Linked DNA regions of Macaca mulatta: all the other regions are linked to region 2. A link is a contact called in public Hi-C data. All regions are on one chromosome and are shown on one strand. Each heading gives the region's core, a stretch centred on a gene start, on an enhancer-like site or on the middle of the called end of the contact. The rest is flanking DNA. Distances are from core to core; before and after follow the strand shown. Region 1 holds the start of FMC1 (formation of mitochondrial complex V assembly factor 1). Region 2 holds the start of UBN2 (ubinuclein 2). Region 3 holds the start of IFT56 (intraflagellar transport 56).

Region 1 (2,700 bases), core at 89-2,588, 110 kb after region 2:
GTTGCCCGGGCTGGAGTGCAATGGCGCGATCTCGGCTCACTGCAACCTCCGCCTCCAGGGTTCAAGCAATTCTCCTGTCTCAGCCTCCCGAGTAGCTGGGATTACAAGCATGCGCCACCACGCCCGGCTAATTTTGTATTTTTGGCAGAGACAGGGTTTCTCCGTGTTGGTCAGGTTGGTTTCGCACTCCCGACCTAAGATGATCTGAGGCTGATCCGCCCGCCTCGGCCGCCCAAAATGCTGGGATTACAGGCGTAAGCAACCGCGCTCGGCCTGCGGAAATGGCCTCAACGCTTCAACCGGAAGCAGAAACTGACCGCGGCAGGCACCACCTAACGGCCGCTGGAGCAAATCTCCACCCGGAAAGTCGCAACACCGGAAAAGGTCAGACTGTTTCCGGTAAAAACCCAACAGGGCTGACGTTCAGAGGGCGAGTCTCGAATATCCGGCCAATTTGCCCAGCGCGCGTGCTCCGCGACGGCGTATGCCTGCTTTTGCGCAGGCGCGGGGACTACTGCGCAGGCAAGCGCGTACGCAAACGCGTGCGCGTGCCCGTTCAACGTCCGGAGCATCGGTGCAGTTTCGAGGGTAAAGCGTTTGGCGCAGTAATGTGGACTTTTGTTCTCTAACTACAAGTCCCAGCATACGTCACCCCTCACGTGGGCGCTAGGTGTGGTTTCGTGGGATAGGGTAAGGCAAAAATGAAATGACGATGACGTACCAAAGAGGAAAATAATTGAATATGTTGTTTGAGCGCGTCACTCACAGAAGCCCCAGTGGCCTAATGGATAAGGCATTGGCCTCCTAAGCCAGGGATTGTGGGTTCGAGTCCCATCTGGGGTGGCCTGAGATTTTTGGCCTTTCAAGTACATTTTTACCTTTCTAAACAAAGCGAAATATGCCAACTTTACTTTTTTTTTTTTTTTTTAAATGGGAAGCGCGTGTGTTTGTGTTTTTACTAGCTGCAATTTTCGAGAATCTGCACACTCCCATGTCCTTTTTCTGAGCCGCAGGTGCCCTGGGATTTGGGGAAACGTCAGTACGTTGACTTTTGATATCCCTTCTATAAATCATTTTAAAATGTCTTCTCAGCGTGTTCCGTATCAAATCCACACCCACACCCCGCGCTGGGCCCGCTCCTCCTGAGACTCAGCGGTTGGTCGGCTAACGGGCATCTTAAATGACGTCGTGAAGAAAGGCCCCTATTTACCCAAATCCTTGTTGTGGGTTAGAGGACCTGGTAGCGTCAGTTAACGCTTGGGTTTTGTTTGCTTTTCTTGTTAGGGCGCCCCTCGGCCTTCGATTAATAAGGCTCGGTACAACGGACAAGTGAGCGGTTCCACTGCTAGTCAGTCGATAGGAGGAGCCGGTAGTCGTCCGACCGTACCATTAGGCGCCCGGCCGGGAGGAGGGGTTTTGCAGGGTCGTAGGACGCCGTCGGGCACCAGGCTCGGAGAAGGACAGGAAAATGGCGGCCTTAGGGTCCCCGGCGCGCACTTTGCGAGGACTTCTGCGGGAGTTGCGCTACCTGAGCGCGGCCACCGGCCGACCCTATCGCGACACCGCGGCCTATCGGTACCTTGTGAAGGCTTTCCGTGCACATCGGGTACGGGAGCCCTGTCCCAGGTTCTCCGCGTGCTGGGGAGGGAGGAAGAGTCGGGTCTGGGCTGGGATGGGGAGCACGGTGTCTAATTACGGCATTTCTGAGGCCAACCCTCCCACGGAGCCCTGGTTCTGACCAAACCAACCCAGGCCCTAGGCTCCATGCTCTGGCATAAACTCGGGGACCAAAGGACCGGCGGGGGCGCAGAGTCGCTCTGGGGACGTCAGTCTGTCCTGCAAAGGGGCGGACCCGTCCCAAAGGATTTCATTGGCTGGTCTGTTTCCTTTGTGGAGGGTAAAGTCAGGAAAGTGGAATAGAGGAAATGCTGGGGATTAAAGAATGAAGATGGACTTGAAGGGTGTACTGTCACTAGATTTAAAGCCACAGCATTTGGCCAACAATCTCCTCGTCCGTCCCCTAGAAAAGTTATTCCAATAAGCATTTCTTTTTGAGACGGAAAAGAAAAACTGGGCTTTAGGGAAGGAAACTTGCTGCCCTTGAGCAATGTTGGGAAAGGGAGAACGATCAACTGTCGAATTTCTGAGCCATGGACGTCAGAATGTAAAATCTTAGAACTCAAATTCACCTAGTTTTTAAAAGGTGATAACTTAGGGGTTGTGCTAGGAACCTAGTCTAAATAGAAAGAATCAGATGCACATGGGTCCTGTCCTTTAAGAAGCTTGCTCCCCACCTGAGGGAGCAATACAGTAAAGCACTTAGGATAAATAAGTGCTCAAGGTGTAGACAACAGGGGCTGGGGTATAAAGAAGGGGTAGTTAGGGAAGGTTTTCCGGAGGAAATTAATCAGGGACCTGAGGGCTAATTTGGAGTTAGCAAGTAAATTGGGGTTAGGGTCCAGATTTAAAAGCTAAACAATTGAAAGCCAAAGGGGAGAAAAATTGCCAATTGAGAGTGGTTTAGCCCTAGGGTGTGTGGATGAAGTGGAGGTAGATGAGGTGGTAGGCGGAACAAGAATTTAAACTTTTTTGTAAGTGTAATGGGAAGCCATTCTAAGATTGCGATCTCGGCTCAGCGCAACCTCCGCTTCCCAGGTTCAAGCGATTCTCCTGCCTCAGCCTCCCAAGTAGTACAGGCAT
Region 2 (2,700 bases), core at 72-2,571:
CTGAGCTAAACTGTGGAGGATATTGAATATGAGTATACATTCATAGAACTTAGTTTGTAGGTAAGTTGCAGCCAGAGCAGAGAATGATATAATAAAAACTCTTTTAGAGATATTAATATGACCCCGTCTCAAGACTGGCGGGGATAGAGACTGAAGGCAGGTCATTTAAGTATCACAAAGACAATCTAAAAATGAGACCCGAATTCGTAATCAGAAAAGGAGCAATGGGGAAGGAGATAACGGAGGTAAAACATGGTGCCGAGGAGAAAAGATAGGGTTTTAGAGTTGGGAGAGATCTTTGGAATCATAGATTTCATCACCATCTTCGTCCAAGTAGAGAAAGTAATAGGAGAGGAAAAAATAGTACCCTCTCAGAATTTGTCTATGACGTCACAGACTTAATAAAAGAGCTTTCAACAGTTAATCCAGTTAATGCAATTAACAGAAGGCTTGGATGTGAAGGGCGACCCCTCAAATTTACTTTTTATTCAATGGATTAAAATGGCCAGTAATTCTCATCCTTTCAGACCTGACTTCCAATTAATTAATTACAAGTGAGCCTATGGGGCGTGCCCAATCAATTCCTTCCCCAACCTGAAATGGGTCCTTTAGCATTCTTTTAAACAGTACGTTTCCTGAAATACCACCAAACCCTCTTAAGAAGTTTTCTATGATTTCAACAGTTTAGGCCTTCTGAATGAGCCCAGAACTCTTCACCTGCTTGTTAATTTTCCAACTGCAAAGCGTTATTGAACATTTAATGACCCTGCCCCACGCAACGCCCACTGCGGCCGGGCGAGGGAAACCAGAGTAGGTCGAGGAAGGAGAGGCCTGCGCTTTCGGGAGGGAAGCCGCTGGGGCTAGTCGGGCTGAAGGTGGGCACTTCCTTTTTTCCCTCGATACTTAGGGCTACGGGGACACAGGCCTGGCAGGCACGACGGCCGGCGCGTCTGTCTACCTTTGCCCAGAGTCCGCCTTGAATAATCAGCTAACAACCCCAGTTCCCTTGAACCCAGCGCGGGAGACCCGGCGCCATGGCTAGGTCGGTCTCAGGCACATCCCGATGCTCGCCCCGGGAAGCTCCTGGAGCGCCTCTGGTTTCCGGGTACGAATAGGAAGCTGCTCCGGAAACCCCAGAACCCTCCCTTTGAGAAAGGGTGCAGACGGCGTCTCCGTTTCCACGGAAACAGGCCGAGCCATGTCGTCACTTCCGCCGACCTGTCTGGACGCCAGACTGTTGGGAGGAAAAGAGGAAAACTGAGCAACAGCCACGACAGTGGACGCGAGCGTCTCCTCTGTGCGCATGCGCCCGCTCAGCGGCCTGCTTCTATTTATGTGGGGGATCCAACATGGCGGCCGCGGCGACCCTGGCGATGGCGGTGAAGCCCATCAGAACGTAGTAGCGGGGAAGGGGACGCGGTCCGCACTCACCGTGGCGTCGGCGGAGACGGCTGAGGGTGGTGGAGGGAAGAAAAGCGACGGAGAGCAAGAGGAAGGGCGGGCAGGCACGCAGCGCGGCGTAGAAGCGAGCGCCGGCTCGAGCTAAAGCAGAGGGCCAGAACAGTGGGGATGGCGGAGCCGCGCAGAGTAGCGTTCATTAGCTTGTCACCGGTGCGGCGGCGCGAGGCCGAGTACCCGGGGCCCGAGCGCGAGCCCGAGTACCCCCGCGAACCCCCCCGGCTGGAGCCGCAGCCGTACCGCGAGCCGGCCCGGGCGGAGCCGCCGGCCCCGCGGGAGCCTGCCCCCCGCTCGGACGCGCAGCCCCCGCCGCGGGAGAAGCCGCTCCCCCAGCGCGAGGTCAGCCGCGCCGAGCCGCCCATGTCGCTGCAGCGCGAGCCCCCGCGGCCCGAGCCACCGCCGCCGCTCCCGCAGCTGCCCTTGCAGCCGCCCCCGCCGCGGGAGTCGGCTTCCCGGGCTGAGCAGCCGCCGCGGCCGCCGAGGGAGACGGTGCGCCTGGAGCTGGTGCTCAAGGACCCCACCGACGAGAGCTGCGTGGAGTTCAGTTACCCGGAGCTGCTGCTGTGCGGAGAACAACGGGTACAGAAGATTCCTCCCTCCTGCCCCAGACCCCGAGAGCCTCAGGACCCGCCGTCTTCCCCAGCTGGTTTGCACCTTGGGACGCCCACCGAGCGCGTCCGGGTCGCCCCGAGGGTGGGGTGCGGGGGGCCGGGGCCGAGCGGGTGGACGGGGCGGTGAGCGCTGCTTCCTCCACTCCCTGGGGTGGCCGAGGCTCTCACCCGGCCGCACCGAATCCCCAAACCCCCGGCGCTCGCTCCCAACGCCGCGCCGAGCCTGTTTTCTTGTGCACTTTTCGGAACCTCAGATTTTCCTTCTTTCCTTTCTGCACCCCACACAAAATCCTGGGGCCCTGCAGGCCGTGTGGCTGGGTTCTCCCTGTGGCGCTACAGCTGTCGTTCCAGTAGAAAGGAAGAGAAAACCTTGGGGGACACGCCCCCCAGTCTGAAGCAGAGAGATTGTGTAACCCCTCTCGTATCATCCTCATCCTCATCACTATTTGTTTTGCTGGGCGCCGTGGCTGCTGAGGTGTGCTTGCGTGCCTGTGATATTTTTCTTAATCGAAGGGAATTTAAGAATAATTAAAGGTTTTCAGAGACTAAGGATCCCACTTTAGGAATGGAGAAGTGGGTTAGTTAATCTGGTTACTAATTTTTCTCTCGTGTTGGTATTGGAAAACCTTTT
Region 3 (2,700 bases), core at 169-2,668, 100 kb before region 2:
TTTGTCTACAGAGCTGTTATGGTATTTAACTGCAATTGGGTCAACACACAGCTGAGAAAATTAGAACAAAGACTACTCAGATAATTGTTTGTTTGAAGAGGCAGCCATGTAGCCTGAATCAGGTTCCAGAACTACTTTCTCTTGTTGCTTTATAATTCGGACTTGGTCCTTTCCAATTTCCCCTCCTCCTTGGGATGTGACTGCCAGGAAGGAGCCTTCCTAGTGACATGAGGTTTGATCAAATACACGGCCTGAGAATATAATTCTTCTATAATGCTTTCTCCGAAAGCTTTTGAAGAAAAGGGAAAATGTGAAAAGAAAATTTCAGCACCTTCCAAACATATTATGCCAAGGGGAAACGTTAAGCCCTGTAAACTAACTCACAGAACATGGCTGTTTTTCTTCTCTGGTGCATGACTGTTGCTTCCTGATCTTTGTGTTGATGTTATATATTAACCAGATTTTTTATTCTTTATTCAGACTAAATGACGTTGGAGATAGAGACCCTTGTGATTGTTACCTCTTTACAATAGAATATTAAACATCCCCCTTAGAGTATAATCAATAGTAGTGAATTTAATCTTCTGTGTACGTTAGCCTCATCTTGAAAATGCTGTAATTATGTACAGCACCCCTGTTTTTGGCGATATAAACGACCCTCACCGTTCCCTACATCAGGGAGCACGGATCACCATTCTTTGCTGTCTGTGGTTCCCGGGATAGCCGCCCTCACACTTTGCACTTGAATAAACTCTTTCAATTGGATCCCTGAGCTTTTTAGGCTGACATTAGTTAACTAACAAGATGTTAGTTCTTCAGTCTGTTAATTCTGAGGGGTTGACCAGAGGTCCTGTAAGGTCTCTTCCAACTCTAACATTTCACGATTTCGTGAATTTAAAGATTATGGTTGCCCCTGCATTAACTGGGTTCCGGAGTAAGATAGATAAATTAAGTCATCCAATCGACAAATATTTATTACAGTTCTCTATTGTGTGTAGATGTATCTGTGGAAATAGGAAACTGTATTTTGATGCACTCCTGCCTCCAAATCACAGAACTACAACTCCTTCAGCAGAAATTTTCTAAGCTTCCCGCACCAGCCAGAGACCAAGATTCTGCGGTGCACGCAGCCAAGGGTTGCTATGGAGTCCAACGCGGCCCAAAACGGAAGTGGTCCCTGAAAATTTCCTTCCCAGAAAACTTGCATTTGAAAAACAATGCCATTCCAATTCGCCTTTTCCTAAAGTAAACTCATAAATAGAGACACAACCAAACTTTCGCTCTCAGCACAGAGAACGACGCTCTCCTCCCAAGAGGAACCGCTGCTCTTCCGCGGCAGAAGCTGCACGGAACCAAGAAGCCGCGGGCGCTGGTTCTCCAACGAGCTTTTCTCCCCGACGTACCAGCCTCGCGGCGGGGTTGCCGTGGAGACAGAGCGTCCTGTGTGGATGCGGCGAAACGCTGAGGCCCGGCCTTTGCTGTCTGGAGGGGACTCACAAGACCGACGTCAAGATGGTTAGTGGCTCTGAATAGTGAGGGATTACTTTGAGTAGGTCCTGAGGCTGGCGATTCGAGGTTCCCAGCACACTTCTGTGTAAAGTCTAGGTGTGTCCGCAGAGGGTAATCCCCAGCTCTCCCTGTGTTCCCACGGGGGACAGGGATGCAACTGTAGATACCTCGATGCTTTCTTCCCTCCTGCTTCTCCATTTACCCACATCTAAACCACTCGTGGGATGGGAAGCAGAGGAAGGGAAAGCTGAGATGACAGAAGCTGTGCGAAAGCATCTCTAGCCAGTGAAGATAAAGTTGGGAGTAGCTGTCTGGTCCTTCCTAAGTATTGGGTGATGGCTCTTCTACTAGAATACCTGTTACAAAGCAAGTGTGAATAGGCTTCCCTGGGGTTCGTTGTTAAGGATTTGACTTATAACTTTTTTTTTTTTTTTTTTTTTGAGACGGAGTCTCGCTCTGTTGCCCAGGCTGGAGTGCAGTGGCGTGATCTCAGCTCACAGCAAACTCCGCCTTCAGGTTCAAGCGTTCTTCTGCCTCAGCCTCCCGAGCAGCTGGGACTACAGGCACCTGCCACCATGCCCGGCTAATTTTTGCATTTTTAGTAGAGACGTGGTGTCACCATGTTGACCAGGCTGGTCTCGAACTCCTGACCTCATGATCCGCCCGCCTTGGCCTCCCAAAGTACTGGGATTACAGGCGTGAGCCACTGTGCCCAGCCTTGACTTTTAAACTATAGAGCTGCCACTCTCAGTTTAAATCTGATAATCAGAATTGGACCATACAGCTGTCTTTGTTTCTTTTACAGATGCTTTCAAGGGCCAAACCTGCTGTAGGCAGAGGCGTACAGCCCACTGACAAAAAAAAGAAGAAAGGTAGGAAGATTCCAAAACTAGAGGAGCTACTTTCAAAAAGAGATTTCACTGGAGCTATTACCCTATTGGAGGTAATGCCCAAAGAACATTGCTTCTTAGCATGTGAATACCAGACTGTAGATGAATGATTAGGTGAGAATGCTGGTTGCTCTGCTGTTGTAATAGGTGCGTGCATTCTGGGGCTTCCTGTACAAATCCCCTGTAAATCTAGTCAGGCACAGATTCCGGATTCTAAGTTAACTATAAACCTGATAAAAAATGAACTAAAAAACTAAATTTGGCTGGGCGCAATGGCTCACACCTGTAATCCCAGCACTTC

What was found. A called contact is a pair of places that touch in the nucleus more often than the background predicts.
Region 1: a contact with region 2 is called in a Hi-C map of liver, with 1.9 times the contacts expected there. The contact joins the promoter of FMC1 here to the promoter of UBN2 in region 2. A contact is called at or near these places in 2 of 14 Hi-C or Micro-C datasets (fetal cortex germinal zone and liver).
Region 3: a Hi-C map of liver shows a contact between it and region 2, with 4 times the contacts expected there. The contact joins the promoter of IFT56 here to the promoter of UBN2 in region 2. A contact is called at or near these places in 3 of 14 Hi-C or Micro-C datasets (blood, fetal cortex germinal zone and liver).

Annotation. Positions count from the first base shown.
Region 1 is chr3:179,181,186-179,183,885 of T2T-MMU8v2.0, forward strand. FMC1 (formation of mitochondrial complex V assembly factor 1) reads left to right here and starts at 1,339. Exons shown (of 2, transcript NM_001194423.2): 1 at 1,339-1,606. The coding sequence starts at 1,469. It overlaps LOC144339986, which reads left to right and starts at 161. Exons shown (of 2, transcript XM_077997542.1): 1 at 161-588; 2 at 1,285-1,422. The coding sequence starts at 282. The coding sequence ends at 1,307. It overlaps TRNAR-CCU (transfer RNA arginine (anticodon CCU)), which reads left to right and starts at 771; the gene lies at 771-843.
Region 2 is chr3:179,071,301-179,074,000 of T2T-MMU8v2.0, forward strand. UBN2 (ubinuclein 2) reads left to right here and starts at 1,322. Exons shown (of 19, transcript XR_013415641.1): 1 at 1,322-2,544.
Region 3 is chr3:178,970,165-178,972,864 of T2T-MMU8v2.0, forward strand. IFT56 (intraflagellar transport 56) reads left to right here and starts at 1,419. Exons shown (of 18, transcript XM_001106020.5): 1 at 1,419-1,515; 2 at 2,315-2,452. The coding sequence starts at 1,513.